Regions from separate parts of the Zea mays genome. Here region 2 is linked to region 1. Evidence: chromatin contacts called from public Hi-C data. All regions are on one chromosome and are shown on one strand. The core of a region is the stretch at or near the end of the contact, and the rest is flanking DNA. Distances in the headings are between cores, read along the strand shown. Region 1 has its middle 24 kb from the start of LOC103653867. Region 2 has its middle 6.2 kb from the start of TRNAL-CAA.

Evidence for each region. Hi-C and Micro-C count contacts between places; a contact is called where the count stands out from the background.
Region 2: a contact with region 1 is called in a Hi-C map of ear, with 2.6 times the contacts expected there. The contact joins two enhancer-like sites. A contact is called at or near these places in 2 of 25 Hi-C or Micro-C datasets (ear and tassel).

What each region holds. Positions count from the first base shown.
Region 1 is chr4:157,433,371-157,438,856 of Zm-B73-REFERENCE-NAM-5.0, forward strand. No RefSeq gene overlaps it. Among protein-coding and RNA genes, the nearest start is that of LOC103653867, 24 kb to the left of the region's middle. Within about 2 kb of position 4,166, at least 19 of the 20 cell types and tissues checked have an H3K27ac peak or open chromatin away from gene starts, as enhancers often do. A contact at or near this core is called in ear and tassel, where this site is marked.
Region 2 is chr4:157,689,961-157,695,773 of Zm-B73-REFERENCE-NAM-5.0, forward strand. No RefSeq gene overlaps it. Among protein-coding and RNA genes, the nearest start is that of TRNAL-CAA, 6.2 kb to the left of the region's middle. Within about 2 kb of position 1,496, at least 14 of the 20 cell types and tissues checked have an H3K27ac peak or open chromatin away from gene starts, as enhancers often do. A contact at or near this core is called in ear and tassel, where this site is marked.

The DNA.
Region 1 (5,486 bases), core at 2,916-5,415:
CCGGTGTGCACCGGACATGTCCGGTGAATTATAGCGGAGCGGATTCCCGAAGCTGGCGAGTTCAGAGTCGCTCTCTTCTGGAGCACCGGACAGTCCGGTGAATTATAGCGAAGCGCCTCTGAAAATTCCCGAAGATGCGAAGTTTGGCTTGGAGTCCCCTGGTGCACCGAGCTGCCTTCTGTTATCCCTTGCTCTTTTTGTTGAACCCATTTCTTGGTCTTTTTATTGGCTTAGTGTGAACCTTTGGCACCTGTATAACTTATGGACTAGAGTAAAGTGGTTAGTCCAATTATTTGTGTTGGGCAATTCAACCACCAAAATCATTTAGGAAATAGGTGTAAGCCTAATTCCCTTTTAGAAGGCAAGGACGTGACTTTGTAGAACCAAGGGTGCGTCACATGAGCGGGGACCTCGTTAGGTTACAGAGAAACCCAGGACTCCACCTCGCTGTCATCCGGGCCTACTTGTAAGCCCCCTTGTAGGGTAGATTTTGTAGTACGACCAGATTACAATACTCCATCTGCGTGATCCCATTGATGGGAATATTCTTGGAATGTAGCAGATAGATGGGGTATAATAGTGCTTAGGGACCCACTATCCCTCCTAGTTACCTATAAATACCCCTACCATGTACACAAATGGATCACACATAACAAGGCACTACAGTTTCATGCCTACTGTCTCGTTGTGTGCCTGTACCCTCTTGTCTCATGAGTGTTGGGCCCACCTGACCACATGTTAGGATAGTTCCAACAAGATAGACGATATGCAGAGTAGAATAGATCTAATTTTACTTTGGTTGTAGCACTGTTTGGGATGAATGAGGTATTTGTTGATGCAGCCGTACAACTTGCTTGCCCCTACCAGCAAGAATCACCATCAGGATATAAGATCAGTTCGCTTTTCCTTCTGGCCCCTTGCACATCTTTCCTCTACCGGCTGGTATCACCGTCGAAACTAACAACATGTGTATGTTTCAGGTTGGTAAAGGCAAATGATCCAAGTTAGGTGTACTATTATTATTTTATTATTATTATACGTCATATGATTGTGAATATGACTGATGGTGAAAATAGAGTTATTTGAAATATCTCAAATCGGCTTAATCTGACCAATCTGATAAGATTTTTATAGAGATTTCATTGATATGATCGATTAAATTTTGTTTTTGGAGGTGTTGGGGTTCAGCTCCGTGCTAAATGTCAGTACCTCGATCGACAATTTGTTGAAGACTTCTCACAAGAACTGGCATAAACATTGTTTTGAATGGAAAATCACGCTCCCAAGTTGCCCGAGTTCCTAGGTCGACGTCTTGTCCCTCGGCTTGAGTAGATGAGGAACCCTCTGGGCAAGCATGTCGATGTCATCTCTGTCACGATGAGTAGGATTTAGGAGTTGAAAGCTTTGGGTCCTTGGGATGTGCATGTCGCTGGTAACTGGACATAGTGTTGAGTTCCTCCTCTCCATGAGAAGGAGAACTACACATGGATGTACAATAGTGAGATTGACTCTTATTGGTCCAAGATTTAGCGTATCACGATGCTAGAGGCCAAACTGTCACACCCGGTTTTGTAAGGCAAACCGAATGTAAACCATGTACGTGCCAGGATCAGAAATTCACGTACACAGCGATTACATAATTGGACCTCATCACACATTGCTCAAATAATAGCGTAAAGATGTATTTATTTATTACATCATGATGTCGAGGACATCCACATAGTCTTTAACTTAAACAGAAATCAAAGTGCGAAGAAGAAATGTAGTAAGATAAGGCCTTCACAGGCAGTCGACTGAGGTTCGCCGCTAATCTAAGTCTAGAACTCATCATAGTCTTGAAACTCCTGTAAATCTTCCGCGACGCCTTCGTCTACTCCTGAGCAGGGGTTGCAATGTGGAACACCTGGTGTTTTGGTGTTAAAGCAAGGATGAGTACACATCAACGTACTCAGCAAATGCCTCGTTTGGATGAAGTGGACTAGCTGTATGTGGGGTGAAGCTCAAAGCAGGTGCTTTTAGTTGGTCAGACATTTATTACTAGTAGAGAGCCAAGTTTTAGAAATAACCCCAAGTTATTAACCCAAAAAGTACTCCCTCCAAGAGGAAATATTAGAATCTATAGTTATAATCATCATTATTAAAAACCATCATCCTCATCATCATCTGTAGCCATAGTATCTCTAATCAAAGGAGCTCCAAAGGTCGCTCTTAACCGTGAGCATGACTGATATATCAGTTTCTAACCCTCTGCAGAGATCGCACAATTTACCCACGAGTCGTGATTCTCTCTCTAGCCCAGGTTTGCAAGATCCTTGTTCACTCTCGAGGTGAGCGGCTAGGGATTTACTACAAAGCCTTTACAAAGATTCCCCAAAGGTATAACCGCCCGTTAGGTTTCCTAAATGCACCGTACTGTTCCCCAAGGGGCAAACCACCCTCGGCAGAGTAAGTAGCATACATCGAGCCCCATTGACGGCACGGCGGTGAAGCAAGCTACACCTTAGTTCCTCTAATTAATTAGCTAAGGGCGTTCCATTCCACCCTCATGAATGCATTGTTTTCTCGGGTGGTCATCCAACGAATAAGTCCTTACGGAGAGGTACTCGAAAAATAGCTCGAGTCCCCTTAAATATCATAATGACATAATCATATCCAGAAGTAAAACATCGTATCATAAATAATCTCATCATGTTCATTGATTAAAGTAGAGCGCTAGCATAAAGCTAATACAAATTAATCCAACCAAATAGGTAATCAAGGACAGGATGAATAAAAAACTAGTAAATCCTTAGGTATTAACTGTATAAATATGGAGAGATGAATTATAAAGTGAGTAGGACATAGATAGGTCAGAGGACACTTGCCTTCACCAACCAGTTGTTGCTCAGGGTCTTCTCCTGCAAATTCTCGGACTCCACAAACGAACCATTATCTACGTGAGTGCCAACATACATTCACATCATTGAATTAGAAAGAAACAATGCACCATACAAACAAACAGATCAATTAATACACACAAAATATAGAGCTCGCATTTATGACTGTACGAGAAAGGAACTGGGATGGTCGATACTATGATCGAGGGCTTCTCGTGTTTACGCTAAGAGAATATGAACTGAAATATTTAATCCGACGTAATTATATTAATTGATATTTATTAAAGGTACAAATAAAATTATTACTTGATCCTCATCAATTCGATACTAGAATAATCATCGTTTCATTGCATAAATTAATTAGTGCAAGCGATTCTAAGTAGCGCAAAGTATCATCGCGTGGCAAAGCGCACGACACGCGAAAATAGTGTGCGTGCTGCGCCCGAAACGACGCGTGATCCGAGCAAGAATTAAAGCGCTATGGTGCGCACGACACACCACGTGACCGAGTGACAGCAACGCGCAGAGAGCACGACGCGACGACTCAGCGCTCGACGTGTGCACGGGGGGGGGGGGTTAAATGCCGATGTCTAGGGGTAGACGGGCGTTGTCGTAGTTTCGACGACCCGCTACGTGCATACGAACGTGGTGCTACGGTGTGCGGCGCGTGAGCTGAGGCAAGAGCCGTCGCGCAGGGCACCTATCATGCTGTGGGCCACGACATGGGCCACGTAGGCGGACGCCACGCAGGTCGGCCGTGAGCCACCGTGCAGGCAGGCCACGAGCCAACGCGGGCGCGCAGGGTGCGAGGGCTCACCGATGGCCGACCGAACGACGACGACGTGCCACGGCGCTGGCTCCAGGCGGCCTCAGCCATGTGGTCGGTGCGCAAGGGGGTAGATCATGGGAAGGGAAGGAGAGAGGAGATAGGCGCTCACTCCGACGATGAGATCTCGGCACGGACGCTTGATGGGACTGCACACGACGAGGTGGGGTGCAGCACCAATGTGACGAGGCGGCCGCGAGCTCCTGCTGTTGCGCAGCGCTGGGCGAGAGAAAGGTGCAGGAGTGGGGGAAGTTGGGCGAGATTTTGTGCGTGTGGGAGGGAGGGAGGAGCGCGCACGATGGTATTTGGGGCGGCATGGGTGCAGACGTCGTGGGAAGGCGGTTTTTAAAGATGAACAGTGGTGAGGCAGGATGACAAGTAGGCCAGGCACGCAGCTGCGGCTGCGGACGGCCAGGCGCGGCTCATAGCACACTTGTGCGCGACAGTCGTGGGTCGGCGAGGGCACGGGGGTGAGGGAGTATGCCACGCCGGGCAAGCAGGCCAGCGGGGCAGGCCAAGGATGCGGACCACTTAGGGGGGCGATGCGCGCGCTGGCAAGCCGCGGCTGGGCCGCTAGCGCGGGGAGGCGGGGGCGCTGGGCCGAATGGGCAGGCCGAGGGGAAGGGGTAGGCTAGTGAAGGAAACATTGACACCTAAGGGCTTGTTCGGTTCTACCCCAATCCATATGGATTGAGGGGGATTGAGGGGGTTTTAATCCCTAATAAGTCAAAATCCCTCCCAATCCGTACCAATCCCCTCCAATCCATATGGAGGGGGAGTGAATTAGAACTTCTAAAAACTTTCTCTAAGCTCACTACCGGAATCAGCTCCTTTGCCGTGTGTTCTAAACACACGGCAAAGGCTATTTTACACTCGGCAAAGGCTTTGCCGAGTGTAACACTCGGCAAAGAACGCTCGGCGAACTGTACATCGGCAACAGCCTCTTTGCCGAGTACTTTTTGTCGGGCACTCGGCAAAGACTTTGCCGAGTGCCATTTGGCACTCGGCAAAGAAAAGTCACCGTCACGGCGCCAAGTGACGGTGACGGATCCTTTGCCGAGTGCCTACGTCGACACTCGGCAAAGACTGGTCCAGTGGACCCCACAGCCAGTCCATGTGCCGAGAGCCCTAGTAGACACTCGGCAAAGGAGGTTTCTTTGCCGAGTGTCTGGTGGACTGGCACTCGGCAAAGAACCCTCCAGTGGGCCCCTTTGCCAGTATCTTTGCCGAGTGCCTTGGCAAAAGCACTCGGCAAAGACATCTTTGCCGGTTCCCAGGTTTCCTTCTTTGCCGAGTGCCACTGTCAGCACTCGGCAAAGATGTCTTTACCGGTTCCCAGGTTTCCTTCTTTGCCGAGTGCCATGGTCATAGCACTCGGCAAAGCAACCCTTTGCCGAGTGTTACACTCGGCAAAGTGACCAGAATGTCCCTTTTTTATTTGCTTTTGTTGTTCCATCCAAACAAACAAAAGACATATATCATTCACATCACATTATATATCAAGCACATCACAGAATGAACACATTTATCATCAACACCATATATATCACAAAGTCTCACAAAACAGATCACAAGTCTCACTAAAGTTAGGATCATCACAAAACAGATACAAGTCTGCATCATCACTAACATCACCAAGTATCTCACAAGATAAAGTGTAACAAACATCACCAACACTCATAAAGGTAAGTCTCGATCATCACAAAACACATCATCAACGAGGTGGGCATCTGGACTGGTTCGGCGAAGGGCTGGACGAAGCATGAGGGTTGTTCGACGCCGCC
Region 2 (5,813 bases), core at 246-2,745, 250 kb after region 1:
GCCGCAACAACACGAATCGAACCGATGAACTCTGGATCTAAGCGAGCCGTCGATGGTCGGAGAGGAAATCCACCGATGCGGAGACGGACCGCCAAAACGGACTGCGATTTGTGGCCGCTTCCGCTTCCGAGGCGAACGGACTTCACTGGTCAGCAACAGGACGTGGTCCTCGTGGTCGTCGTCGGCGCCGACCTCCACCGGCTCCGAATCGGCCTTGTGCCGCCAGATCCGCGCCGCGTCGCCCCTTCTCGCCCGCGTTCCCGAGAGCCGTCGAGATGAAGAGAAGTGGACCTGGAACTTTCCGCCGTCTGGCGCGGGCGCCGGCTTCCGCTAGAAGACCGCGTAGCGGAGTGCACAGTCGTCCCCTTCATCTGGCGTGAGAGAGAAGGGGAGCGCGTCGGAGAGTTGCCCGTGGGGCTTGCCGCTGCGGGCGCTAGGGGGCTACTGTAGCCGCTATAATGTGAACAGTGGTAGGGGAGGGGAGGGGAAGGGGGCCGCGCTACAGATAGTCTTACCGTTCAGCTGGCCCACGACCCGCACCAATCGTGACGGCCTGTCCTGGCCTGACGGGCCGGCGTAGCTAGTGCAGCGCAGGCGCGCAGTGCTAGAGTTATTTAAATTATCTTGTAATAATTTAAATTATTTTTTTAAAAAAATACGAATAATTTGGCAACAATTCAAACTTATTTTGTCTTCTGACAACCGTTTGAACAAATTGTCAAAATGGTTTTTAAAATTCCAAATTGTAAAGTAATTTGAATTTCCATAAAAACACATAAGTCTAATAAACAACAGGGGTAAAACTAGAGTTATACTCTAAAATAGGGGCAATGACGCAATAGTCCCTTGTGTTTTTTATTAAGACTTAACACCATTTGCTATAACTAACAGAGTAGGTGCATAAAATAATTTTGTTTTGTAAAAACATGGTAAACGCGCAAAGTCCAAAAAAAAAAAGAAATAAATCCATAGTTACACTCTAAAACAGAAACACTCATGCAATTGTCCCTATTAAAAGACATTGCATGCATTGAGAAAAATATCACACCCTATTCATCCACGGTGTAATGTGGTCGTTGATCTCCTTTGCACTCAACGAATCCTCTAGATGTATCTAGTACTGCCTTTTTTGGTTTCTTCGTATGAATATAAGGCATGTCCAGCATATCCTCTATCGTATTCTTTATCTCATTTACTATTTTAAATTTCACTTTACAAATAGTGTCAAACAGTGTCACCGTAAATTTACATCTTCACTATTGTAACCTCAAAAATCGAGAATCACAAACTTTATGGGGCACATGTAGCAATGAACAAGTATAACTAGATTACCCTATTTAGAGACAAACTGTGATACTAGTATTTTTTTATAAACTTACTTAAATTTAATAAAGCTCGATTTATTTAAATTGGACCAAGGGAGTACTATATGAGAAAGATAGCTGGAATTTCATACTATCCACATAGCCCAACAAGCTAAGATGCGACGATTCTGGGCTTTTTCAATGTTGGTCTCCAAAATGGCAGACCCAACGAGGCCTAATCCACTCTGTTTTTTCAACGGGCCGGGCTTTTCTTACTACCATTTTTGCATTGCGCAAAATAGATTTCGAGCAAATCAAGTCCAACCATGATACAATCCGAAGAGGGTGTCTAGAAGAAATTCGATACAGACATACAGTCATGTGAGTGTCTAGAACTAGAAGTGAATAACAAGCTTATCATATTCCTATATATTAAAGGCCGTCACAAAGGTGCATGCTAAGAGCATCCACCCACGTCGCACTTTTTTTTCTACTCACCGTCCGATTCTCTATCAACGGTAAACAACAGCCTCACCACCATGCACTGGATGCTAAGACCTGGAAGCATCGGACGGCTTCTACTGTTGAGAAACCCTAATGAAGGGTTATGTGGACAAATACCGAATATAGCCCTGAGGGCTATCGCGTCTCTATATATAGAACATGTACCCCTCATATGGAATAGGGAAGAGAAAGAGGCAAGAGACCTAACCCTATACATTGTGTCTCGTGTGTTACTCTGTCGTGCTTCTGGGAAGGGAGACGGGTTCTCTACAGCTTCTTGCGCCTCTACTGCTGACGGGAGGGAAGGGGGCGGATCTGGTGATCCGTGGTAACGTAGTTCTCAAAACGTTATCAGCACGCTCTACCTCGACGTTGTTGTGGATCAGATCTGCATCAACTCTTCATCAAGCCGGCAGGTCCCCGGCCTAGCCGAACTGTCCTACGCGACAGGCTTCGATTACCCTCTACGTAATCGAACGGTATTTTTTTTTAATCTACTGTTCATGGGATCTCCCCTAGCCGAACTCCCTGCTCTCCTGTTTGTCCCGGTGGGAGACCTTGTTGCTGCTCCACAATCTTTGGTAGGGTTCCGGAAGACGTGCCCGAGCACCCGCGCCGTGCCCGCGTCATGCGTCAGCATGCGTGCCTGCAGCCCGCATTGCGTCACCACTCACCACCGCTGGAGGTGGCGTCCTAAGGCTGGGTCGTGCTGGAGGCCATGCCAGCGTACCCTCGTCGGGACCACGCCGCGTGCCAGCAGCCGCACCTCGCCTATGTCGGGGCCGCGTCGCGCCGCTCGCTGGGGCTACGCCAGAGCCACTCGCACAGGCAGTCGTGCCGATGCCACGCCATGCTGCATGTCGACAGTCGCGCCCGCCATCGGTGTTGTGCGTGGCTGAGGAGTCGTTTTTCTGTTGGAGCTTGGATAATCCTGGTCACCGGTCAAAGTGGCAGCGTTAAAAACGGATCCCTCTGTAAGTCTGCAACGAACTGCAGCATGGATGAGGGAAAAGAAAAGAAAAAAGAGAAAAGGGAGAAGGAGCTGGAATGCTCATCAGATGGGTGGGACGCTTACAAGCAAGTGCACCCATAACGTTCGCTCACGAGGAGCAGCCGTGAAGAGAGAAAAAAACTCCATTTTTTATGTCGAGATTCATGAATAAATTTCTGTTGAATTTATATAATTCATGCTCTACCTTAATTATCTTCGGTAGAAAATAATTACGCATGCTTGAATATAGGGGAAATGCTTTTTACACCTAACGTGTTATGCTCATGCAATAATTTTGGTGTTTATTTATCTGCTTTTATTTCTCGTAGTGGATATTTAGCAGATAATTATTACAATGCATGTTTAAGCATGGGAAAATGTTTTCATGCATCTGATCTGCTTATGCTCATGCATTAATTCTATTATTATTTTTATTAATTCTATTATTATTTTTCTGCTTTATTTCTCATAGTAAATAATTAGCAGAAAATTATTCAAAACGTGTGTGCAGACTACACTGCGTAGACTCGGATCGCTCTAAATATTTATGATGTGTTGAGCTTTTGGACTCACGTCGAGCAATTAAATTGTATAATGGGTACTCAGACACGCCGATCAGGCTCCGTTGGTAATCGGCTGAGTTATGGCAATAGCTGAATATTGACTGCGCCCTGGCAACACGACACAATATTTGTGTCGTTCGAACTTGGCTGCGTCATGTGATTGCTATGTCGCGCTCTCCATTATCGGATCGCTTCCGTTGAGTCAGACCGCCATCGCTGAGTCGCGTATTTTTTGCATGCCCTGTAGGCACTGTGTGTCTGTCGCGAGCCACAATTGCGCCTGTTGCGCACGTTGCGTGGATTTATCGTGTACCCCAATTATCGAGCCATAATTGTGCCTGTTGCGCTTATTACGAAGGCTTGCTATACTGTCGTAGCCCTGATGGCCGCACACGCATTAACGCCACATACGCTAGAGCTTATACTCGCGTGGATTGTGGTGGGTTGTTCAAGCCCCTAAAGTCACATTATACGCAACTTTTGTAAACAATTTTGTTTGCCTATATATTTTATTTGATTGTGTTGTGTGGCATCATATATTTATATAAATCGCCAAGGAGCCATAACAACTATATCAAGCTCTATAGTGCTTGAATAATCTGGGAAACTAAATTGAAATACAACAGAACTTGGATAAGTTAATTCTCTGCTCTCTCCTCATGCATAAAGTTTTACCCGAAGTAACCCGAAGATATATAATATAATGCATGAAAACCTTTTTGGCATAGAAGATATCACAAATTGGGATTATATTAATAAGCAAAAAGACCTTACCAAATGATTTAAGATCAGAAATATCAGTCATACATTGCTCAACCAGATGTTAGCACATTGCTCTCTTTGTCGCTGGATGACATGAAGCAAACTATGAGATAAAAGGATATGTAACCGCTAGCAACACGATGTTGCGAGTATACCGAGAGGTTACTCTGAAAAAATTTCACTATGTTGGTGTGAAAACCATAGTGTGTTCCCGTCGAACCACTTTACTCGTCCTATCTAGAACCTCTATGCTTGTGTCGCATACATCTCTCGGAATTGTAAATACTTATAGTGACTAAATTGACTTGGGATAGTCCTTTGACAAGTTTGGTATACACTGTAAACTAAATGGTAAAGGTCGGTCCTGAATGGACACATACCTGGAGTTTATGTAGCAAAACTACATTGAATTCCACCCTTTGAAATGCTTACCGTAATATATCTCTGATCTACCAGGAGTAAGAAGAGTAGAAAATAGCCATGAAATCCCATATTACCACAGAGCTTGAAGTGAAATTGTGCATTTATATGTCATTGGTCCTTGGCGCCGGAAGATCCATAATTCTTGACCTATAAGCTATTGGTGATGGTAATTTGTGATAGAAATACGAAGATCTTGTAGAGACCTGTTGTATCCTCTCTACCCCTGATGATTTTTTCGTATGAGAGCAGTACTATCTGTTGTTGAAGATGGATCCTAGGCGGATACCAATATTGTTTCGTTCTTGCCAAGCAGTTATCATCATTTGCTTCATCAAAAGCTAGTTATATGGTGATTTTTCCCAGATAAAATGAATTCTTGGCCTTGTCTGTTCTATTCTAAAGCTTCTCTTTTTGCTGAACAATGAAGAGATCGAAATAATGCTTTATAGAACAAGTTGGTATATAATATGAGGAGAAATATTTGCCCTACTGGTAACACCATAAATAATTGACCATTGTTATAAGTTCTCTCTCAAAATTATTATACCTAAAAATGTTGCATTAATCGATACCCAATTCCAGAGCGGTATGAGTAATTGGGTAAACCATGGGCAGTGATAAAAACGAGCTGGACTATACATCTCTGCATATAAAAATCTTTGCTTGGCAGCATTGGCCTGATGTCGTGCACTTCACTACCAATATAAACACACATTTTCCTATGTGCCTCAAAGCACAATGCAACCAGTGAATGTCTTTGTGAGTGTTAGACCCTGATGGTCATTTTACTTGTTGATCTAAAGTCAACTAATGGCTCCAAACGACGAATGGTATTCATGAGCCCCTGAAGAAGCCTTATGGATAAAATAGTGTTGTGCATGTTAGTCTAAATCTTAATGATTGACTGTGCATTTGGTAATAATAACAATAAGTTTGCAGAATTGTAACCACGAAGCAACTTGTTGTTGCGTGTCTCACTGGATGTTGAGACTAACCCTTCATGTGTTGAAGAAAAAAATATGTAGTATTCATGCCACTACATTAATCTAAGTCCATAGCTCACTGCATAAAACCTCGATCTGTAATGTACGTAAGATTTCCCAAATAAATCACCACAATAGCATACATTGGCCACAACTGGATGATTGTGGTTGGGGATTTTATCTGTATGCTTTTAGAACATCTCGGCATTAGGGGGAGGAATGCCCATATAATGTAATGCCTCAATATTCTATTAAACGCACAAAAGTTAAACTGAACCTGTCG